2 separate regions of the Mus musculus genome follow, and region 2 is linked to region 1. Evidence: chromatin contacts called from public HiChIP or PLAC-seq data. All regions are on one chromosome and are shown on one strand. Each heading gives the region's core, a stretch centred on a gene start, on an enhancer-like site or on the middle of the called end of the contact. The rest is flanking DNA. Distances are from core to core; before and after follow the strand shown. Region 1 overlaps Rras2 (related RAS viral (r-ras) oncogene 2). Region 2 has its middle 43 kb from the start of Copb1.

Evidence for each region. HiChIP or PLAC-seq counts read pairs in DNA pulled down with a chosen protein or histone mark.
Region 2: a contact with region 1 is called in a CTCF HiChIP or PLAC-seq map of CD8 T cells, with 13 read pairs. The contact joins two enhancer-like sites. A contact is called at or near these places in 5 of 39 promoter capture datasets (the 3T3-L1 cell line, HPC-7-derived erythroid cells, hippocampal neurons and 1 more), 2 of 15 datasets of contacts at CTCF or cohesin (CD8 T cells and the NIH/3T3 cell line), 55 of 484 Hi-C or Micro-C datasets (the 3T3-L1 cell line, 3T3-L1-derived adipocytes, the C10 cell line and 38 more), 20 of 115 datasets of contacts at active chromatin or transcription factors (CD8 T cells, the NIH/3T3 cell line, Th17 cells and 11 more) and 3 of 9 other capture datasets (adipose tissue, liver and pancreatic islet).

Annotation. Positions count from the first base shown.
Region 1 is chr7:114,076,769-114,084,533 of GRCm38.p6, reverse strand. The region is part of intron 1 of Rras2 (related RAS viral (r-ras) oncogene 2); the gene reads left to right. Among named protein-coding and RNA genes, the nearest start is that of Rras2, 37 kb to the left of the region's middle. Within about 2 kb of position 2,718, at least 34 of the 459 cell types and tissues checked have an H3K27ac peak or open chromatin away from gene starts, as enhancers often do. A contact at or near this core is called in CD8 T cells and regulatory T cells, where this site is marked.
Region 2 is chr7:114,207,511-114,215,275 of GRCm38.p6, reverse strand. No RefSeq gene overlaps it. Among named protein-coding and RNA genes, the nearest start is that of Copb1, 43 kb to the left of the region's middle. Within about 2 kb of position 4,380, at least 20 of the 459 cell types and tissues checked have an H3K27ac peak or open chromatin away from gene starts, as enhancers often do. A contact at or near this core is called in CD8 T cells and regulatory T cells, where this site is marked.

The sequences.
Region 1 (7,765 bases), core at 1,469-3,968:
AATTTTTTTTTTTAGATTATGTATATGAATGTTTTGTCTGTCATACCATGTGTGAGCCAGGTGTCCAAAGAGGCCAGAAGAGGACCTTTTTTTCAAGACAGGGTTTCTCTGGCTTTCCTGGAACTCACGCTGTAGACTAGTCTAGCCATAGTCGGTTTCACCTCCTGAATTGCTGGTATTAAAAGCATGTCCCACCTCCTTCATCCCCACCCCTTACTTCCCCGAACCCCCTGGAACTGTAGTTACAGATGGTTGTGAGCTGCCCTGTGGGTGCCAGGAATCAAACTCAGGTCCTCTGCCAGAGCACACCTTAACCACCGAGCCATCTCTCCAGCCCCTCTGCATCTACTGGTGATGCCATCTAAGTGCTGTGCACACATGTGCATATATAAATATATTAAAAGATACAATTAAAGGGAAATGTGGACTATCATTGGTCTTTGATAAGACCTGCTAATGTTTTGGTCTCTCTTGCTTTCCTGCACTTCTTCACTGTTACTTCTAAACTGAGGGCTTAGTTGATATGTAAATTATGCTTATAGACCAGAACCGCCCAGAACCCAAAATGCCCAAGGGAAAGCACCCAGTCGGAAACCCCCATTACAGTGGACCTCTCCTTGGAGTTCCCATTTGTCTCTTTCAATTACAAGGCTTACTTTATAATTAGATCAGAATTTCCACCTTAAGTTCTCAGCTTCCTAGTTATCTGTAACTGCCGTGTGAACCTGATTGTAAACAAAACCTTAAAGGATGAACTTCAGTTGAACAGTTTCAGAAAGTTAATGGACTTGCAAAATAGAAAATAGGTATTTAATTTCACGTGTTAAGTTGAATGTAAGAAGTAATTGAAAGAAGGATTTGTGTTTTAAAGATGAGGCCTAAAGGGTTTGTGTGTGTGTGTGTGTTTTGTCTGTCTGTCTGTCAATATTTTTCCAGTTTTTCAATTTGGATGATTACTATTTTAAAGCAGAAACCAAACTCAAAATAAACAGTAAAATTTACTTCTAAAAAAATTTTTTTTGAGACAGGGTCTTACTGTGTAGTCTTGGCTGGACTCTAAGTCACTATGTATACCAGGCTGGCCTCACAGAGATCTGTCTCCCCAGTGCTGGGATTAAAGGTGTGGTCTGCCATGACCCCCCCCCCCCCCAAATCCTGATTTGTTCCTTAGGCTGTTCTAATTCCTCAGCTGGTATGACCCTTGCCTTAACCACACCAGCAGCAGTGACTGGGACTACAGGTGTGGGCTGGCACACTCCATCCAGTTCACCCTGAAGTGGCTGCACCTGTGCGAGTCTGTGATGCACAGGGCCCTGCTCTGGCACGGCCTCTGTATGCTAGTCCTAGTGCCTTCCCTCCCTCCCTCCCTCCCTCCCTCCCTCCCTCCCTCCCTCCCTCCCTCCCTCCCTCCCTCCCTCCCTCCCTCCCTCCCTCCCTCCCTTCTCCCCCCTTCCTCCTTCCCCCTCCCTCCCTCCCTCCCTTCCTCCCTTCCTCCCTTCCTCCCTCTCTCTCCCTCTCTCTCTCTCTCTCTCTCTCTCTCTCTTTCTTTCAGATGTATTGTAATACATTAAGAAACAAATAGTAAGATTCCCCCCCCCCCCCCCCCCCCGCTTTTGTTTATTGTGCCTTTGGAAACTGAGTCTCCAGTTTAGTGAAAGGAAACAAGTCTCATTTTACTCTCCCTGTATAAAGCTGGCCTGTGGACAGTTTGCCTTCTGTCTCAGTAGTTGAGGAGGAGAAAATCCTTTTTGTTAACTATTCCTCTTGGCTTTTACATGCGCAGAACATTTAGGCTGGTCAATCTGATAGGTGCCTGTTAGTTTCCTGGGGCTGCTGTGACAAATGATCACAAACTTGGTGTCTGAAGCAAGGCAAGTTTGTATTTTCATTGCTGAACGCTCAGAGTCCAGATTGTTCATCAGTTGGTCAGTTCTGAACTCTCAAAGGGAAGGCCACTTGCCGGCCTGCCTGGGTGTTCTCAGTCGGTCGCAGCTCACTCCAGGCTTCCTTCCCGTGGTCTTTTCTGTGTGCCTCAGTCAACTCTCTCCTTTTTCTCATAAGTATGGCAGTCACTGGCTTTAGTTCCAGCATGATCTCACCTTGAGCTTCTTAATTATATCTACCGAAGTCCCTATTTCCAAATAAGGTCACAGTCTCAGGCACCAGGGGTTAGGAATGGGTATGTATGTGTTCTTGGTACCCTATTTCAACCCACCGCTACAGTGAGTTACCCTCACCGCAAATTTGCTAATAAGCAGGTGAAAGTACGTTTTACCAAATGTAATAATAGATATGGATTAGCTACGTCACACTCTAAATGCAATTTGGAATTCATTTTCGTGGTTTCTCTTCATGTGGCTTGCGGCTGATGTGGCAGTCTTGTGCTGTGAAATTAGGCAGAACTCACGCACAAGCTATAATTTAAGCCTTTAAATGGTGTGAGCAAGGTCTTAAATTCTGTGACTGTGCCGTTTTGTCTTGACTTTTAAAAACCTACATTCCTGGTTATTTCTGTAAACGTTTTTGTGGTTCCTTTTAATATAAGTCATGTTTGTCTCCACTTAAAAGACTCACGGTTCGTCCAGCGATCCAGCCTAAGTTAAATTTGTGTGCCACGAGAAGGGAATTTTTACAAAAACAACTGCAGCTTGCCAGTGGGTGTATGAGATTAAGATTCGGGAGTGGAGGCTGGCCCAGCCTCTTTCTGAGAAATATGGGCCCGGCCTCCAGGCATGTGGTTTGGAGGGAACCTGCCGAGGACATTCTTTCTTCTTCCCCATTCTGAGAGGACAGCCCCCCGAGAATGTAGTTCTTACTGTGGGAACGAAGTTCTTACTGTGGGAACGAAATGGTAAAGCTTGAGGTGAATTCACAGCTATACCGTTTGACATTACAGTTTATAAAAACAACAGCCCGTCTCCCTTCTCATCCTTCTACCCACATTAGTCTGGTGTGGTATTTTGTTTCATGCATTTCAAGAAATGGTCATCTGTTCTTGTGCTTGTGTTTTCGATGCTGAAATGTAAAGTTCAGAAATTACACCACCAGCCGCAGGCAGGAAGCGTCCCACAAGTATCTGCTGAATGAATGAATTTAGTGTGCTGTGGATACTCTGTGTGTGTGTGTGTATACACGTACACACATCCAGTAGTATGTGTGTGTGCCCGTGGAGACCAGAGGCCAATGTCAGGTGTTTTCTTCTATTGCTGTGTTTTGACATAGAACCTTTCACTGAGCCCTTAGCTTGCCCTGATGGCTACCCTGACTGACGAGCGAGGAGCTGGGATCCACTCATCTGGAACTCATACTCATCTAACAACCACTTGACCCACGGAGCCATCTTTCCAGCCCTTGGCTTCTTCCTTTCAGTGGCTGCTTACTGTCCTGTGCTGGATATGCTGTGGTTCAGTTATCCAGTCATTTCAGGGGCATGCAGGTCATTCCCTTTTTCCCAGCAGCTGCTGCTGAGACACACCATGCTGGTGTACTGATGGTAATGTGTCGTGCGTTCCCTTCATCCCCTGCTATGTTCCTGTGAAGTAGCACATTAAAAATACGTTACCAAAATGACTTTCAGACTTACATTTTCCTAAATACTCTTTTTTTGAAGACAGGGTCTCACTGTGCCTGTTCTGGCCTCCATTCAACAGAGGTCCCTTGATTTTTGCCTTCTGAGAGGTAAGATTAACTATGTCTGACCTATATAAAAATGTTTTTAAACCAATGAAACTTTTTTTCCCTCAGAACCTTGAGAGAAGTACCAGGCGTGATGTATGGATGCACACTGTCCTGATTGTGTCTGGAAGGTTCTTGAGGCATGCCCTTTGATAGGAAGTATTAGAACCCCTCTGGTCATTGCCTGGCAAGGCCTGAAGGAAAGCCGCATTCAGGGAGAGAGAAGAGATAGACACAGGCTAAGTAGTAAAGAAAGACCTTGCTTGTCTAAAACAGGTGCTTAACCCAAGGGGAGCTCGAGTTCGAGAAACTTGGGCTCTCCTTTCCGCCTGCTATATAAGCAGGTTACACAGCCATTTTGGTAATCTCTTTCTTCCAGTTGCCTTGTCTGTGTGTTTAAGATAGAGCAGAGCCTGGTCCACGCTGGAGGACACGGAAGCACTCTTTGTTGTTGCTGTTCTCAATGCCATGTCTACCACTGACACCTGTTTATCTTTGCCAACTTTGTAAACTACTTTCTCCTTCTGACTGCCTGACTTTTTTCCTTAAAAACTTTTTATTACATGTGATTACTTAGCTGTGTGTGCAAGTACACACATAGGCCATAACATACTTGTGGCGGTTAGAGACAGCTCGCTATCGTCTAAGCTGATGGGTCTCTCCTTCCACCACATGGGTTTAGAGAGTCAATCATGGCTCCTCAGGTTTGGCGGCTGGCACCTTTACCAGCTGAGCCATTTCCATCTCCTGGCTACCATTTTCTTTGTTCTTTTCCAACAATTTTTCAATTTTCATCACCCCGCCCCCATGGGCATTTTCCCCACCCTCCAGTCCTGGACACCACCCCTACTTCCCTCTGTCTGATCGTCTGATCCTAGGACCTTGCTTCCAGTGTTATGCTTCCCTCCATTATGCCGCGAAACAGACATGCAGGAAGTGTGACAACAGAGCATGGGTCCCTCTTAGTTCTCAGTCTTCTCCCTCCTGCTGCCTGGGGAGGCTCCATAGATGAGAGTGCCATTCTTCCAGTTAGCGGTGAAGTCCTCGTACCATCAAGTCCCTCTGACAGACCCTGAGTCAACATCCGATTTGTCACCTACTGGCCTCTCCACACACAGATCTGGCTACTTCTTGTCGCTGGTACAGCCACCATCCCAGGGCAAACCATTGCTCTTCATGATTTATCAAAAGTTTCTCAGGTAGGTGCCAGCTTCAAATGCCAGTGGTTTCACTCTTTGAATACATTCCAGAGTCCTCACTGTGGCCCACAGGAGGAGCCTGCCTCCTAGTGACCTCAGGGGCTAGTCTTGCTTTCTATGTGGCCACTTCCTGTTGCTCCTCCAGCCCCACAGGGTTTCACTGTTAGTTCCCCCTGGATCTTCTCTTTAGAAGCTGCATGGCTCTCGCCTTCTCGCCATCTCCGCTTCTCTCATCTGTGTCATGATCAGTGAAGTCTTCTTTGGTCATTGTGTTCTGTTCTCCTGTCCACATGACACTGACAGTCTCCTTTTTTTCTTCAGAGTCCACATCCCTATTGATTTATTTATCAATGTTTATTTGTTGATGGAGGTCCTTCTGAGAACTTGTAAGCGGGGTGAGAAGCCAGGCTTTGAACCCCAGCTCAAGTACAGTGTGTTTGGCAGGTATAGCTTCCTTATTGGTAAGAGCTGGTGACTCTGACAGATTCACATAAAGTTTTGTTTTGTTTTAAATTAATTTTATGTGAGTACACTGTTGCTATCTTCAGACACACCAGAAGAGGGCATCAGATCCCATTACAGATAGTTGTGAGTCACTATGTGGTTTCTGGGAATTGAACTCAGGACCTCTGGAAGAACAGTAGAGTTTTTTTTTGTTTTTTGTTTTGTTTTTGTTTTTGTTTTTTGTTTACATGAGCTCCTGGTTTTATATCTACAGACTTTTCTCTGTTCTAGAAGAGTTAGGAAAAGAAATTGGGATTTAGGACATTGGATAGGTGGCAAAGGTTACAGCTCTGTGTGAGTTGGCCATCTACCTGCAGATAAAGCAGCCTTCCTTCCTTTCTATGTGTGGAAGGGACAAGAGCCAAGTTTTGAATTTATATTTTGAGCCAAGCCAATATAGCAAGTATGTTACAATATGGACTTTTCAAATATGAATGGCTATATGCATTTTAATGGTAAGGAAATTAAGTTTCAAAAGATGAAGAAACATTCTCTGAGGGAGGGGACGGGAGGGGGAGGGGAGGGGAGGGGGGATTTTTGGGATAACATTGGAAATGTAAATGAAGAAAATACCTAATAAAAAAATGGAAGGAAAAAAAAAAAAAAGAAAGAAACATTCTCCTGGCCATGTAGCTTTTGAGTGAGATGACCTGGTCTGATGACCCAGTGGAGGCTGTACTCCTTCCAGTATTTACTGTGCAAAACCTAGAGAGGGGTGCATGGTATTGCAAGGCTAGAGAATTTTCCCATGTTGCATTTCAGTCTTTATTACAAACTTTGGCGAGTAATTATCATTTTAACTTTGCAAGCAATTAACCTTGGTGTATCTATAGGGATCTGGGGTTGACTGTAAACCCTACAGCTAAGACATAGCAGAGATTCAACTTGTAGCAAAACTTTTCTTAAAACCTAACATTATTTTTGACACATTGTATTAGCTAAATACATCACAGTACCATAGAGGTAGGCAAAACCTTGATCAGAAAGAACAAATTCTTCTCTTACAGCTAAAAGCAAAGAGAGGGACTGGATCTAGCTTTTGTTGAGTTTAATGTATCTGGGTCTTTCAAAACCCTTGTTTCTCTTTTCAAAAGAGAAACAAATTTCAAAAACTTGAAGTATTTCCTCCTACTCATATCTCTAGAAACTCAGTTCTTTCCTTGTGTAGTAGAAGTTGATTACTTACTTTATATATTTCTAGAAACATTTAATGCACATAGAGCAAATATATAAAGTGAGCACCTATGATGAGGATTACGATGATTAGTACACAGAGTTATTCTGACTTGTTTTGCTTTGTGATATGGATGCTACATGCAGGGCCTTCTGAGTGCTAGGCAAACCTCCACCCTTCACATACCTACCCAGCCCTGAGTAAGGGCTATATTGATACTGAAAGAACCGAAAGATAATTCAATAATGAATGAAGACCTTGAATGTGTTGGTTTTTCACAGATAAACATGCATTCCTAATATAGATTTCTTGAAGTAAACTTGTTGGGTCAAAGTTTATCTGTTTTTTATATATGTGTATGAATGTGCGTGTGTGCGTATATGTGTGTTTGTGTGTGTGTGTGAAATTAATTTTCCTGTGCTAGTGATGGAACCCAAGTAGTGTGCTTGGTGAGTTCTCAACGGTTTACCCATACCCCTGGCCCTTGTGGTTTTTTAAAGCCTTGACACACTTGAGCCTTTACTACTACAAATGTAGAAACAGCAGTTTGACCTTGAAACTACTCTTGCCATCTTTATGGTCAGTAGCTGCTTATTTAGTTACTTTCTTTCTTTTTATTTATTTATTTATTTTAGTTTTTTGAGACAGGGTTTCTCTATATAGCCCTGGCTGTCCTGGAGCTCACTTTGTAGACCAGGCTGGCCTCAGAAATCCGCCTGCCTCTGCCTCCTGAGTGCTGGGATTAAAGGCATGCGCCACCATTCCCGGCTTTAGTTACTTTTCTTATGACTGGAAAAAAATATGTGATCATAGTAACTTAAGAGAATGATCTATTTCTGTCATGGTTTAAGAGAAAACACAGAGCCCATCATGGCGGGAAGGCAGGGCAGCAGGAACATGGGGCAGCCAGACGTGCATCTCATTGTTAGTTGTGTAGCAGAGGGAGCGGACGCTGGTACTTTTCAGTTTCTCTTTTGTTCCTTCGTCAGAACCCTAGCCTGTGGGATGGTGCCACTGCTTTCAGGGTGGGTCTTCCCTTCTTAACTAAACTTGTCTGGAATTAGCCTGTCTCCTAGGTGATCCCAAATCCAGTTAGAGCAACAGTGAAGAACCATTGCACCATCTGTAATTAAATTCATGACTGACTATGTCACAGGGGCAACAGCGTCAGAAAAAAAAAGTGTAAGCTATAAACTTTGATATTAGCATTGCA
Region 2 (7,765 bases), core at 3,131-5,630, 130 kb before region 1:
ACTGACATCAGCATACTGTTCTTGATGATCCCAAATTATTACGGAAATTAGGTCATCTAAAATCAGTTTAAAAATCATGCACACTTAGCATTGGGTGTACTTGTTAGTAGTTACAGTGGTTCTAGCCAGTTACTGACTGCACTAGGATTAGCTTGGGGGATTCAACAAGCTGTTCCATTTCCAAATGGCCTCTGTTTTTTATTCCTTCTCTCCTGTTTATAACTTTTCATCGGGCTAGGCAACACACACACCTCGTTATGATTCCACTTGTGTTTGTGAATAATTTCCCAGCCTATGCCGTACTTTGGGCTCTATACTAGGAATGATTGAGATAGCCTGAGTTTTGCTAAATTTCAACTTAAGCTATTTCTTTGTCTTTCCTTCAGGATTTCATCCTTCGTTCCCCAAGAGTCCATAGATAAGAACTGGGGCAGAGTGGAAATAACATCTTCTGTTGTCAGTGAGAACAGAATGACTTATTGGGCCTGTAAGAAGATTAATACTTTGTATGATGTCATAAATTTTGAAGCCACTTGCTGTGTTAGTCAGCAAACCAGAGAATTACAGGACATTTGCAATCCTAAAGCACTGAGATCTTTAATAAACTCAGTCATAGCTGCCAACTGGGAGAGATACAAGGACTGTGGGAAAGGAGTCATTTTGATGAGTCAAAAGAGTGGAGATAACTTGATGAGAGTTGAGGAATGATTGCATTAGATCAGTTCCCACACTGTTCTTTTGAACATGGATTTCATTAAGTGACATTGGATATTCTGAAAGAAGACGATGACACAGCTAGTAATTCAGGGAATGCTGCATATAGTCCTTACTAGAGAGTCATATAGTACACATTAGCATACTAAAGATTCTGAGAGATCCTTCAGTGGAGAAAGTGGAATATCTTAATCTTCCTTTGGCAGGGACTCCTTCACCATGGGACATCTGTTGACATAGCCTGCACAGCCATAGTCTCAAATTTACAGCCAGCTTGAAATCTGAAGAAGCGTGCATTAGGGTGTCCTAGAATGCTTACTAATGTAGAGGGAGCAAGCCACAAGTAGAATTTAACTTTATACCCAGTTCATTTCACAGGTTTCAGGCCAGCTTTGCTGGAATCAGAAATCTAGTACTAGCATCCTGAGAGGTAGTACTACAGGCCATGCCAGCAGTCCCAGCTCACATTGTCTTCTGTATAACCCTTTAAGGAGAGAAAGAAGGAAAGTATGCAGTCGAGTCACCAGAAGCTAGTGACAACTGGGGTGCAGGTAACCTCATTAACTGTTCACCATCTTTGTACAGGTAATGATTAGGGACCAAATTGCAGAGCAGTACTTGTTTGATGAAGCTGTTTACGGTTTCACCATTCAGGTTGAAATGTAGTTTTCATTCAAAGGTCACAGTAGATAATAAAGTATAATTACAATTACAGTATCTCATAAGAACATAAACACTACCTACAGCAAAGGCTTAAGATCCTACTATATAGACCTATAAATAGGACCGTGTTCTGTTTCATAATGTCTTGACACTAGAGGGAGCTCTGTGCAGTTATTTTCATTTGGGGATTAGATAAGATCTAAAAAGTTAAAAGTTATCTAAAAGAGGAAAAGGCAAGGTGACTTTATTATCTAGTTACTTCATAAAAAGAACAAAGAAAGTTACTATAGCTGTCAAAATAAGCAGATTGTTCACATTGGTAATAGAAAAATTACCTTGTTATTAAAATAACTACTGCACCTTACTACTAAAAATACTACCCCAGTGTTATACCTGCACTTGGAAGGCAGAAGGATTGTGGGTTTGAGATTACTTTGAGCTATATAATAAGACAATCTGAAAATATAAGCCAAGAAGCTTAGATGCTAAAATTAATAGAAATGTTTTGCTACCTGTCAAACATTTCCATATGATTTAGAAATAATGTGAGAGACAAAAACTCATACAGAACATGTGAAAAGTCCACAAGTAAAAAATATGTTTAAAAATTCAAATAAGAGATAATGAGATGGCTTAAGGGTGCAGATGCCTGTTGCCAAGCCTGACAACCTGATTTTGACCCCTGGGACCCATATTGTAGAAGGTTGAAGGCCTATTCCCACAAGCTAGTCCCACATACATACAAAGATGGCTCAGCAGTTAAGAGCACTGACTGTTCTTCCATAGGTCCTTAGTTCAATTCCCAACAACCATATGGTGGCTCATCACCATCTCTAATGGGATCCAATGCCCTTTTCTAGTATGTCTGAAGATAGCTACAATGTGCTCATCATATATTCCTATATATGTGTGTGTGTATAATCTTTTTTTTAAAAACCCTCAGTATTAGATATAAATTGTGGTAAAGTAAGTTTTATTGGTTACTTGGTTTTTCCACATTAATAAGTATTCTAATCAGTATGTATAACTTTTCTCTTAAATCAAGATTGAAGGCTAGAAATATAGCTTAGTGAGTAAACTGCTTCTTATGCAACCATAAAGATCTGAGACCAGATCTCAGAAACCCATGTCAAGAAGGGAGTTGCTCAGCAGCAAACATCTGTGCCCCCAGTGTGGTCAATGAAGATGGGCAGAGCCAATGGACTCTCTGGCTAGCCAATCCAGCTGAACTGGCAAGCTCTAAGTTCAGTGAGAGCCCCATGTCCCAAAAAATAAGGTAGAACTGGCCTTGGAGGCACATGCCTTTGATCCTAGTATTCAGGAGGCAGAGGCAGGAGGATCTCTTTAAGTTCGAGGCCAGCCTGGTCTACATAACCAACATAGACATATTCATGTCTTACATACAGAGACAGTCTCAATAAAGAATAAAGAAAAGGCTAGAGGAGGAATCTCATCATTGGCCTCTAGTTTCTACATGCATATCTACGAATGAGTACAGACACACACAGACACACAGACACACACACACAAGATTTAATTTAGTGATGGTTAATTCCGATCCTAAACAGAAAAATCTTACCACTTCCTCTAAGGCTAAGGGAACATCTTGGAGAATGATAGAAAGACTAAGAGCCTGGAAATCAGGAGAAGGGCTGTGAAATGCTATATCTGAACACAACATAGCCAGTCATTGTTGGGAACAAAAAAAGTTGGGGCAGGGGAGGCCCTGGGGAAGAAGGGGAAGGGAAAAGGGACCAAACGTTCCTGTGCTCTGGGCAGGCAGAGACAAACATTGAGGGGCTGCCGGGATGCTTTCCACTTGGCCCCAGGTGGGCACGCAAGCCTCTGACCCATCTGGCAGGGGGATTGGAAAAGGGGCAGCCCCCGAGGCGACACCCTGTCGCCCCAGGGCTATAGGAGAGAGGGAATAGTGAAGAGGTTCCCAACACTGGCAAGAGTGGTATAGTGAATCTAGATGGAGCAGAGACTCTATGGTTTAAGAGCTTTATTATAGAAATGCAGGGAGAAAGAGGTGGAAATAGAGAAGGCTACAGAGAAAGAGGAAGAAAGGAGAGGAAAGAAGAAGACAGAGAAAGGGAAGAGGAGAGAAGTGGGAGGTAAGGGGACAAAGGAGCGAGAGAGAGCATAAGAGTAAGAGAGCGAGGTGGGGGCTGAACACCCCTTTTTATGGTCTTCACTGTTGCTAGGTAACTGGAGAGGAGTTTAGCCTGAAGGTCAGAAGCTTGGGCCATTGTCTATGTGACTACTGACCATGCTTCTCTTGTGGGGGCTGTGGGAGCTGGTAACTTAGGCAGGGGCCAGAGTTCCAGGAGCATGAGGGAACGCCTACCGTGTCATGAAGGTGAATTATGACCATCGGGGTTCAGACCTCAGCTCGACTGGAGACCAGCCTGCAATTCCCCACAAGTCATGACATCACAGCAGCTATAGCCACCTGTAGTGAACCCACACAAGACTGGACGTATCAGCAAACAATGAGTCAGAGAGGTGTTAATAGGACACTACCCCTCCTTTCTGAGTTTTTGGCTATTGATGGATTCTAGAGAAGAGACAATTATTGTCTTAGTCATGTACCCACTGAGGAGAAATAGAGATAAGATGGTAATTAGAAGAGGAGGTTATAATAGAAATGTACTTTATAAACAGGTGATACAAAGGATAAAAAGGGTTAAAGGGAAATTGGTTAAAAGGGCTAGAGATGTAACTCAATGATAGTAGTATATGTGAAGGTCCTGGGTTTAATTCCTAGTACCACCCACCAAGTAAAGGGTTGCACTAAAGTTATAGTATGGCTGGTCAAACTAACTGATCACCTTCTGGCCCTCTCTAGAATGGCAGTACATCACTAGTGTTTGCGTTCTCTCAAAGCTCTGTCTTCCTCCAGATCTCAGGAGCTAAAAAGAACAATGTGGTACAGCAGTGTGGTTCAGTGAGTTTGCTGCTACATAAAAAACCTTGTCTGCCACGCACTTGCTGTATGATCTTAAACAATCCTGAAGTACTAACCTTGTGGCTTGGCATATAGCTAAGTGGTAGAGCACCTGCCTAGCATGCCATGCCGGGACCTTTGATCTCCAGCACAAAGTAAGTAAAATAAACTCCAGCTACTAAGTATTTTATCTGTGCCAGGTGCAACGCTGAGTGCTTTTTCCCATGACATCTATAGTCCTCATAATGACCCTGTGAGGGGAAACTGCTGTCATCATTTGCAGATTATGGCTACAGTCTTAGAAGAGGTTAAGTTACTTAAGGCTTAAAAGAGATGAGCCCAGATATAAAACCAGGGTATCTTGTAGTTAATCTCATTATCACTTCTACCTGTTCTTGTGCCTTATCCCTCGCCTTGTATGTGAGGGTTCTTGTATCTACTTTCCAGAGTTGATGCCGTGATATAATACATTTATAGTACCACACTTGGTATTATAGTAAACATTCACCAGTAAATGTGCATTCCTTTCGTCCCCATTCACCCTTCTTACAAAAAGAGGAAAACCAATCCAATTATTTTGCCTCCCTCAGAATTTAGTTCCTTGTTTTATATTCTACTTGTGTGCTTTTTGGTGTTTTTTACTTAGAAGAAGTTTTCTTTTCTTGAGACGTTTTTGAGATATCACTGCGCCTCAACTGTCTTGTGTTGTTTTCATAAAGTTCTTGACCCTTCACTTATCAAGTTGTCTCAGTTGTGGCTATCTACCCATATTCCTAAGGATGGTCTCTAATAGGTAGGCTTGATTACTTGGAGAATGACAGTCACATGACTGGTCCTTTAAAAACATGTATCAGTTACAGTAGCAGAGTGCTGTCTAGGGATTTCTGATCATCTGACCACATCCTCCCTGTGTTCTCCATCTAGCAGTAGCAGCGCATCTTTGATTGGGACTTGTGCCATGCAGTGAGTGACAAGAGTGCAGGCAGGATTCATGTGTTTTACCTGAGGTTCTACATGCTATGTAGGGTTCTAAGAACACTCCAGTGCTTGTATCTGAAATAAAAGTAAGGCCAGTAGGATGTACAGTAGATAGCAGCTTGGTGGACTGACAGTCGTGAACAAGGCTAATCCCAACTCTCTAAGTAGCTTTCTGAAAATAATGCCTGGACCTGTCTTGTTATCTATAAAATGAAACAGTTTAGCTAATTCACTTCTGGAGTGTCTAGCTTAAAAAAAAAATCCATACCCCCCACCAAAAGCCTTGTATTTTACCATTATCTCCTTAACATGAAATGGGGGGGAGGGGTGCAGCTCAGTGGGAGACCTCTTGCCTAACATGTGACAGGTATGGGCTCAGTCCCAGCACTGAAGAAATATATGTCACACCCTAAATCTTCTGCTGTGTTCTGTGTCACTTTGCTAGAAACCTTAATTCTGCTTTCCCATTCATCAAATTCTAAATTCTATGTTTCCTTCTTCAGTATTCTTGTAGTTTGTTTTGTTGTTTGTTTTGAGGGTTTTTGTTTTGTTTTTTGTTTTTATCCCAAAGACAGTGTCATTACCCTAACGTAGTTTCTTGTCTTCTTTAACACACACTACAGTAGCCTAAACATAAATTTTATGTATAACTTTTAAAATTATGCTTTTTAAAAAAAGAGGAGTGAGCCAGGCATGGTGGCCATGCTTTTAATCCTAGCACTCAGGAGGCAGAGGCAGGTGGATCTCTAAATTTGAGACCAGCCTGCTGTACATTGTGAGGACATCCATGACAATCTAGAGAAGCCCTCCTGTATTAAAAAAAATAAAAAAATAAAAAGTAGCACAGGAGGCCTACATGCCGCCGCTGTCTGTGCCACCGCCGTGTCTCTAGTGATCCCTGAGAAGTCCCAGCACATTTTCGAGGCTCAACACCAACATCGATGGGCGGGGGAAATAGCCTTCACCATCACTGCCATTAAGGGCATGGGGCGGAGCTATGCTCATGTGGTGTTGAGGAAAGCAGATACTGACCTCACCAAGAGGGCTGGAGAACTCACATGGAGTATGAGATGGAGCGAGTGATCACCATCATGCAGAACCCACGACAGTACAAGATTCCGGATTGGTTCCTGGACAGATAGAAGGATGTGAAGAATGGGAAGTACAGCCAGGTTCTGGCCAACGGTCTAGACAACAAGCTGCGTGAGGACCTGGAGCGGCTGAAGAAAATTCGAGCCCATAGAGGGCTGCGCCACTTTTGGGACCTTCGTGTCTGCGGTCAGCACACCAAGATCACTGGCTGCAGGGGCCATACTGTGGGTATATCCAAGAAGAAATGAGTCTCCCGGCCTTGCTGTTAATAAATCGTTTATATACCTATGAAAAAAAAAAAGTAGCTATACAGTTCCCTGACTTCTCAAACTCTTCCTTGATAATACTATTTTGAGAGACACTGTAAAAAAAGAGGAGTCCAAAGATTTTAATCATCTTTTAAACATAAATTTTATAGAATCATGACTTACCAAAATGGGGCCAGTAAGATGGTAAACATGGGTAAAGGTGTTTGAAGGCCGATGATGTGCAATATCACAATTTCCTTTAAGCTTAAACCTTTCATTTTAGAGGGAAGCCCCTTAAGACATAGTATGCTAAAGAGGAGGTGAAACACCTGGATGTTCTTAGGGGAAAGGAAACATTGCATCCTACAGGGAAGTTGACCAAACTTAGGCTCAAGTAGTAAAGAACTTAATAGCCTCAGGACCAGACTCACTAGGCCCTTCCATATATACATATATATGGCTTGCTTAGAGTCACTCTCAGAAGAGCTAAGCCACCTGAAAGAGACGAAAACCACCAGGTGAGCTGCTTAGATGAGGCTCAGAGCAACAGAGCAACCGGGAAAGAATCTCCTACCGGCAGGCTGTGCAGTGCTCTTCAGAGCTTGCGTGAGCTGTCACATGTTGGGGTATGTTATGACTTTGCAGTTGTCTTTGAGTCATTTCTACTCCGGTAAAAACCCCTCACCCATAAACTTGTAGGTAAGCCTCATAAAACTCATTGGTTTACCAAGCTGGACTTTGGTGGTCTCCTTACTTTGGTCTGCCACCAGGTCACCCTGCCTGGGGTGAGTAGACGTTTACTTACACACAGCACAGTGTAACCCTGATGACCTAAGTTCTAGCCTCACAGAACCCGTGTAAGGTGTATGCCATGGCATGTGCAGCCCCCAACACACACATACAACAGTTTATTTTTAAGTCTGTGAATTACACGGTGGATGTAAAATAACAGAAAAAGATGATTGAATAAGAATCTATGTGCTTAATATTAAGATAAGCATGCCAGTTACACTGCCAATCTATCCAGGAGAGTCAAATGGAAATATATTAATTATATACCTAGTACAGCTTGAAAATAGATGTTAGAAGACTCAACAGCAACCAGCAAGTACCAGTAGGA